Linked DNA regions of Ovis aries: region 2 is linked to region 1. A link is a contact called in public Hi-C data. All regions are on one chromosome and are shown on one strand. The core of a region is the stretch at or near the end of the contact, and the rest is flanking DNA. Distances in the headings are between cores, read along the strand shown.

Region 1 (3,921 bases), core at 511-3,010:
GGGAATAGCCACACACAACCATTATTAGAAAAGGAAGCCTGAACATACACATTAAAACGTTTTCAATATATCCAAAGTCTCAAATAAAAGATACTTAAAATATTACTTTGAAAATAAACAAAAATAATGAAGCTTATGCCATGAATTTTATGGATGTAGTAGCTTTCCTGCCCAGGTGGCGGTGGTAAAGAACCCACCCGCAATGTAGGAGACACGAGGCGGGTTCGATCCCTGGGTCGGTTAGATCCCCTGGAGGAGAAAATGGCAACCCACTCCAGTATTATTCCCTGGAGAATCCCACGGACAGAGGAGCCTAGCGGGCTACAGTCCATAGGATCGCAGAGAGTCGGAAGAGACTCAGCACGCACACAGCTTTCCTAACAGTTCCCTAACAGTAAGGAGGCCTGGGCTGGTTTTGTCAGAGTCGGCTGAGGAAAGTGGGAAATCATGTACTCAATTATTCCCCTCCTCACCAAGGGAAAAGGTATTGGGGAAGGAAGAAACAAACAAGAAATAAACCCCGCATGTAAAGTAGCCAAAACTAGCCCTAGTTTCTACACAACTGAAGGATTTCTGGAAAATCCATTACCGATAACAAACTAATTATAAACACCATTCACCAAACGGCATAAAGATTACAATTTAACAGAAACTGAGGAAGCAAGTATGTAACAGGTTGCATTTCCGAGAACAAATTGTACATACCAGACATGCTCCGTCTACCGTAAACGTAACTTCCTAAAACCCTACTTACAATCACACACACTCTGTAAGATGTAACAGTCCTTAGAACCTTTAAGTATTACACAACTTCTCGGATCAGCATCAAAAAGCGTTTAACAACTACTTCAGGCAGGACCTATTACTTTTAATATCGTGTTGGAGATGAGAAATTCAAAGCAAAAAGTCGATTAAAGGACCGGTCCAAGATGGCAACTTAGAACCTGATGCTAATCACAACATAACTAACGCTAAACTACTTCCACAGCTCAGTAATTTCCACAATACGTGCACACGGTTCCCTGTAAACTCAAAAGCAATTTACTAATCTTAGGTGGCTTCCAAGTATGGAAATGAGCCCTCCAAATGTACTTCCTCTTACGTGAGGTAAAACCACGTGTAGAGCGTAGCGTTAACCTTGGCGATGCATCACCGCAAAGGGGAACTGCACTTCCCACCCCGCGTCCCTTCACTATTGGTCCTCCTCTCACAACTGATGGCCCTAAAGATTATTTATTTCCCGGAGGATGTGAGGGAAACGGGGGGAGGCCGGAAGCGTGTGAGATCCAAAACCAAAGGAAAAGGAGGCAGACACTTAAGCTAAGGGAAGCGATTCCCGCCTCTCCTAGGCTCTGCCCGGCGGCCTGAAGAGCGCAACAAGCTGAAACACCCCGGCGCGTTTTCCGGATTTAAGACCTCAATCTAAATCCCTGATTTCACTCCAGTGCTAAACTCGGGCCAAAATACTCACGCCACCAGCCCTGGGGCCCCCAGTCTCGAGCCGAATCCAAGCTGGGACTAAGGGGAGACACCAGGCCTCTCAACCTGCGCACCACGGTCCGTCTGCGCCCCGGCCTACCGTCGCGACCAGAACACGGACCCCGACCCCAATCTCCTCCCGCTGGCCAGAAGCGTCTATAGCCCCCAGACGACAGTGATAGGGCCACTGACTTAAGAAGTCCTCTAAGAAATTACCTTTGAACTGGCCTTCTGAGAGCCGCCTGGCGTTTTGTCCGCCATCTTGAGCTTTGCCCCTCCTTCAGCGGCGGCAGCAGCACGGGCGAGTCGAGCACCGAAAGGCTGGATCACAGCGGAGCCCGCCAGAGGAGCCTGCAAGGCTGAATAGTCGACTGCCGACCTGAGGAATTCAAGGAGAACTGCGCCACATGACTTCCGGTGTTGAGCATTTCCTGGGCCCGCCCACTGAATATTTGGGGGCGTCTCCGTGTCGGGTTTTGCTATTGGGCCGGAGAATTTAGTGAATCTTTTCGTACTGGCTTTCGGGGCCGGTTGTTACTTCACTGTTTTTCCAGCCCCAACCCTAGATAGGTGCTGGGCGGGGAAGGAAAGACTTCTTAAAGAAGAAATGAATGATCAGCTTGGGAGGAGCTTTTACTTCAACTCAGAAAATAAATCTGAAGCCGACTGGGAGGTGGAGGGGGCGGGACGGGGCGGGGCAGGGGTTTGTCCGGCTCTCCTGGGATGAAGATGATATCCGTCCTACCTCTGGCGTCACGCCCTGCTGGGGGACGGCAAACTTGCAGTCTGTTCAAGAAAGTCGTGTCCGGAAGCATAGGAAGGGAGCTTTTGACCCAACCTGAGACTCTGGCAGTGGAGTTTTCGGATAGACTATTCGGGTCAAAACCGGGACTTGCAGAGAGAGGATGAATGAAAGGAAAATTATAAATAGACGGTGTCTATTTATATAGCATCATGTAAGTTGTCATTTTAAAAGTTACATTTTACGGTTTAATCTTGTTTTCGTTTCTAATCACAAATGGACGGGAGCACCTAAGTTCTTAATAGGATCTACATGTATGGATGTGAGAGTTGGACTGTGAAGAAGGCTGAGCGCCGAAGAATTGATGCTTTTGAACTGTGGTGTTGGAGAAGACTCTTGAGAGTCCCTTGGACTGCAAGGAGATCCAACCAGTCCATTCTGAAGGAGATCAGCCCTGGGTGTTCTTTGGAAGGAATGATGCTGAAGCTGAAACTCCAGTACTTTGGCCACCTCATGCGAAGAGTTGATTCATTGGAAAAGACTGATGCTGGGAGGGATTGGGGGCAGGAGGAGAAGGGGACGACAGAGGATGAGATCGCTGGATGGCATCACGGACTCGATGGACGTGAGTCTGAGTGAACTCCGGGGGTTGGTGATGGACAGGGAGGCCTGGCGTGCTCCGATTCATGGGGTCTCAAAGAGTCTTAGCTAATTGTCACCTGCAATGTAGGTGACCCAGGTTGGATCCCTGGGTCAGGAAGATCCCCTGGAGAAGGAAATGGCAACCCACTCCAGTACTCCTGCCTGGAGAATTCCATGGACAGAGGATCCTGGCAGGCTACAGTCCCTGGGGTCGCAAAGAGTCGGACACGACTGAGCCACTCACACACACTTACCTACTTATTGTGTGTAAAAGCCTGCATGAAGTGTTCAGAGGCTTACACAGATGACTACAATATTATCTTCATATAATTTAACATTTAATGAGGAATAGAGGGGAGATGGAGAAGGCAATGGCACCCCACTCCGGTACTCTTGCCTGGAAAATCCCATGGACCGGAGGAACCTGGTAGGCTGCGGTCCATGGAGTCGCAAAGAGTCGGACATGACTGAGCGACTTCACTTTCGCTTTTCACTTTCATGCATTGGAGAAGGAAATGGCAACCCACTGGAGAGAATCCCAGGGATGGGGGAGCCTGGTGGGCTGCCATCTATGGGGTCGCATAGAGTCAGACACGACTGACGCGACTTAGCAGCAGCAGCAGCAGAGGGGAGAAGGTACCAGCAAACTGACACTGTAGAATTCAACAGATGCTGAAAGGAAGGATCACTAGCTGTGGGAACTCTGAAAGAATTAATTCTGAAGGTGGAGATGGGGTAAACAGATGGAGGTTTCAGAGAGCAGGAAGCCAACTCTGAAGAAGAAGGAGAATTTTGTTTGTTGGATGGTGTTGGGGGAGAGGGAGGGGAGGTTGGAGTGGTGGTGATCTGATACATGGAAAGGCTAACAGGCCTGTGCCAGGCACTGAGGAATCAGCAAGTTGGGTAGGGCTCCTGTTCTGTGTGAGCAGGTTGGGGTAGAACAAATAGTAAACAAGCAAAAAAAAAAAGAAATGGTCAGAAAGTAACAAGTGTGAAATATCTTGTTTGTAAGTTTGGCCATTGTGGACTATATATATAATTTTTATTTCTTTATCTTT
Region 2 (3,921 bases), core at 672-3,171, 450 kb after region 1:
AGTTAGCTCTTTGCATCAGGTGGCCAAAGGATTGGAGTTTCAGCTTCAACATCAGTCCTTCCAGTGAACACCCAGGACTGATCTCCTTTAGGACGGACTGGTTGGATCTCCTTGCAGTCCAAGGGACTCTCAAGAGTCTTCTCCAACACCACAGTTCAAAAGCATCAATTCTTCGGTGCTCAGCTTTCTTTATAGTCCAACTCTCACATCCATACATGACCACTGGAAAAACCATAGCCTTGACTAGATGGGCCTTTGTTGATAAAATAATGTCTCTGCTTTTTAATATACTGTCTGCTGCTGCTGCTGCTGCTAAGTCATTTCAGTCATGTCCGATTCTGTGTTGCCCCATAGACGGCAGCCCACCAGACTCCCCCGTCCCTGGGATTCTCCAGGCAAGAACACTGGAGTGGGTTGCCATTTCCTCTCCAATGCGTGAAGGTGAAAAGTGAAAGTGAAGCCACTCAGTCGTGTCCGACTCCCAGCGACCCCATGGACTGCAGCCCACCAGACTCCCCCGTCCATGGGATTTTCCAGGCAAGAGTACTGGAGTGGGGTGCCATTGCCTTCTGCGAATATGCTGTCTAGGTTGGTCATAATTTTCCTTCCAAGGAGTAAGTGTCTTTTAATTTTATGGCTGCAATCACCATCTGCAGTGATTTTGGAGCCCAGAAAAATAAAGTCAGCCACTGTTTCCACTGTTTCCCCATCTATTTGCCATGAAGTGATGGGACCGGATGCCATGATCTTCGTTTTCTGAATGTTGAGCTTTAAGCCAACTTTTTCACTCTCCTCTTTCACTTTCATCAGAGGCTCTTTAGTTCTTCTTCACTTTCTGCCATAAGGGTGGTGTCATCTGTATATCTGAGGTTATTGATATTTCTCTCGGCAATCTTGATTCCAGCTTTTGTTTCCTCCAGCCCAGCGTTTCTCATGATGTACTCTGCATAGAAGTTAAATAAGCAGGGTGACAAAGGGTGCAACAAATGCAAAAAATCCCTGAGGCAGGACTGTATTTGGCTGTTACTCCATCACTTTGAGTTTTTTTGTTTAAAGATACTGTATAATGATTATTCTCATTTGCTAAGTAACAAATGTAAGCACACCACACGCCTTGTCTGATCAAATACATAATTTTGACATGTTAACAGTTTCTTATTATGACCATTTTTCATAAACAAACTGGGTTGAGCTAGAAAATATCCACAGCCAAAAGCCACTGATTTTACTTAAAAAAATTAAATCACAGGTAATAGATGCCCGTAACGGAGACATAAATATATTGAACACATAGCACTGTTGCTTACTTTATGAAACACAAATAAATACAATTCAACTCTCTTTTTCAATACTAAAAGTGCGAGAACTCTCAAGGAACCCTAAGGGAGACGTCTAGTTGTTGGGGGAGGGAGAGGTGGTGAAATCTGCTGAAACAGAAAGGACAAGAAGGAGCCCAACTTCTGCCCCATAACTCTCAGAAAGGATGTCAAGAGAGTGGTAGAAAATTAGGAACCTGGGAGCTTGACTCTGTGGGGGAGGAAACCTGCGATCTAATTCCGGGCCTTTAGCTGCTGAATTGCCTCAGTTTTCAAGTTTATGATGCGAGGGATTCTGGGTTGGTCCCCACCACGCCCCTGTCGTCCCCAGATTCAGAGGTCTGGCTTCTCTGAGCCTCTGTGTCTGGGAGTGATAGAGCAGAGCAGCCAAAAACCAAAACTACCAAATCTCGCCTGCCGAGCGCTCCAGGCTCAGAGAGAACCTTGCCCGGGAAACCGGACCGGAGCGCGTCCCGCCCCTCGCCACGCCCCCTCACGGCCTCCAGGCCTCCCCCGGGTCCTACACGGAAACGAACGGAGGCCTAGAGAGCCGACCGGCCGCGGCTTCCGGGAGGAGTTTTGGACCCCGTGAGGCTCCGTCGGGCGCCGCGCCTCCTCACCAGAGGTAGTTGTGGAGACGCCAGGAGCCCGCCTCGTTGCAGTTGAAGAGTGCCGCGCGTCCTCAGAATGGGCGAGCATGGCTTGGAACTGGCGTCTATGATCCCAGCCCTCCGGGAGCTGGGCAGGTAGGGCCAGGCTGGCGTCTAACGTGCTCTTCCTCACCGGTCGCGCGCGTCCCCTCAACCCCGACCGCGGCCCTTGTGGAGATGCTCCACGGCTGACTGGAGCGCTTCTCCCTCAGAGAGGCCGTTGAAAGGTCGCGGGGCGCGGGGAGTCGCCGCAGACCTGCGGGATACGGGTTGGAGGGGACAGGTCGTCTGTTGATCCCACTTTACCTCAGCCGCGGGCGGGAGTTCTTCCCCCACCCCCCATCCCGAGCCCCCAGGGGATTGCCTCAGCGGCGGGAGGGAAGTTGCCTTCTGATCACTTTCTCGTCACTTTCCTTCACTCATTTGCTTCTCAAAAGCCTCGTCCCTTAGATAGGGTGCTTGCCCCCTGCACTTTCCACAGCTCCTATGCTTTATGATCACTGGTGGTATTTAGTATTTGGTATTGGTATTTAGCTTTTTGACCCAAAACTACCCTCGGAAGAAAAATGACTCATTCTGATTTTGTGCAAGGAAGCCCAGTTGTTTTAAAAAGTTTCTAAATGAAACTATAGGCCATTCTGGAGACGGGACCTTTTCGTACTGATCATCCACTCTTCAAAACGTTATTTTACTCAGAAATCCCAGGGATCTCCCACAACGTCCACAAAACATAAATGTTCACAGAATGTTGCTAAAATTTGAAGATAGCTTAATGTTCCAGTTGCAAGTTGTTATTTCCCGTAAACGTCGTATCTGTCTGACTCTTTGTGACCCCATGGACTGCAGCCTGCCAGGCTCCTCTGTCGATGGCATTTTTGTCCGCAGCCAACCAGGCTCCTTTATCCAAGGGATTTTCCAGACAAGAATACTGGAGTGTGTCTTCCCGACCCCAGCAATGGAACGAACCCACGTTTCCTGCATTGGCAGGTGGATTCTTTACCACCCAAGTAAAAGTAAAATTCTGTAAAAGAGCTGCCGAAAGAGAGGGGACACTTGTCAGTGGCTGCTATCCCCATTCAACACACGCATAGCCTTTCCTAAACCTGGCCTGAAGATGAGAGACAGGATTTTTTGTTTAATTTTTGTAATACACTGTGAATAGAAAATAAGTGAGCTTGTATACCACTGCTGCAGTTGAACTGTCGATTGGAATAGTTGCTTTTCGATTTCTTAAACTGCTTGAAAACTTAGCACACAGCCACAACTGACATTAATCCCATGGGATATTTAATTCCTTTTGTTTTTGCCATACATTTGTGTCTATCTCCACTTGTAGATCCTATAGACATTGACATTTAGTCTTCCTCAGTTACATAAATAGGAGGATATAAATGAAGGGACCATACTTATCTTAACTGAATCATCCTATTGTTGTGTGTATAATTTTTTCCCCATTTTGCATGAATGTTGCAAGCATACTTGTGTTAACATTTTGTAAAGTAACATCTACCTTTCTAAAATAAGATGAAGGCAAGTGTTCATATGGGAAACTGATATATAGATTTCATCTTTCAGGCTCAGTGTGAAGTTCAGTGTGTTTTCCCCACCTTGCTTTAATATAGAACTTATTGATTAATACTTCTCTTCCCTTTTCTGTCTTCCTCTGTAATATTTGTTAATGAAAATAATAGTATCTTGGATTTGTTTATACTCTCTTTCATCAACAGAACTTAGGTTACCTTTTACTCATTTGTAGCCATTCTAATAGAAGGAGTAGAAAAACTGACACATAGAATTGTCTAGTAATAGTTCTTAATGATCATGATTTTTTCATTGCAACTGCTTCATTCAAGCTTACTCAGTCTCCCAGTATCTCCATGATCTGGGAGAATGGAGCAGATACTATCACTTGATTAAGAAATGAAGTCATGAAAACTGAAGAATTAAAGTCAAAG

Evidence for each region. Hi-C and Micro-C count contacts between places; a contact is called where the count stands out from the background.
Region 2: a contact with region 1 is called in a Hi-C map of liver, with 5 times the contacts expected there. The contact joins the promoter of ATR here to the promoter of U2SURP in region 1. A contact is called at or near these places in 5 of 16 Hi-C or Micro-C datasets (hypothalamus, liver, mixed tissues and 2 more).

What each region holds. Positions count from the first base shown.
Region 1 is chr1:246,621,760-246,625,680 of ARS-UI_Ramb_v3.0, forward strand. It overlaps U2SURP (U2 snRNP associated SURP domain containing), which reads right to left and starts at 1,761. Exons shown (of 27, transcript XM_060405600.1): 1 at 1,696-1,761. The coding sequence starts at 1,740. It overlaps LOC121817228 (a long non-coding RNA gene), which reads left to right and starts at 1,934. Exons shown (of 2, transcript XR_006057032.2): 1 at 1,934-2,846.
Region 2 is chr1:247,071,143-247,075,063 of ARS-UI_Ramb_v3.0, forward strand. ATR (ATR serine/threonine kinase) reads left to right here and starts at 1,922. Exons shown (of 47, transcript XM_012102124.5): 1 at 1,922-2,062. The coding sequence starts at 2,004.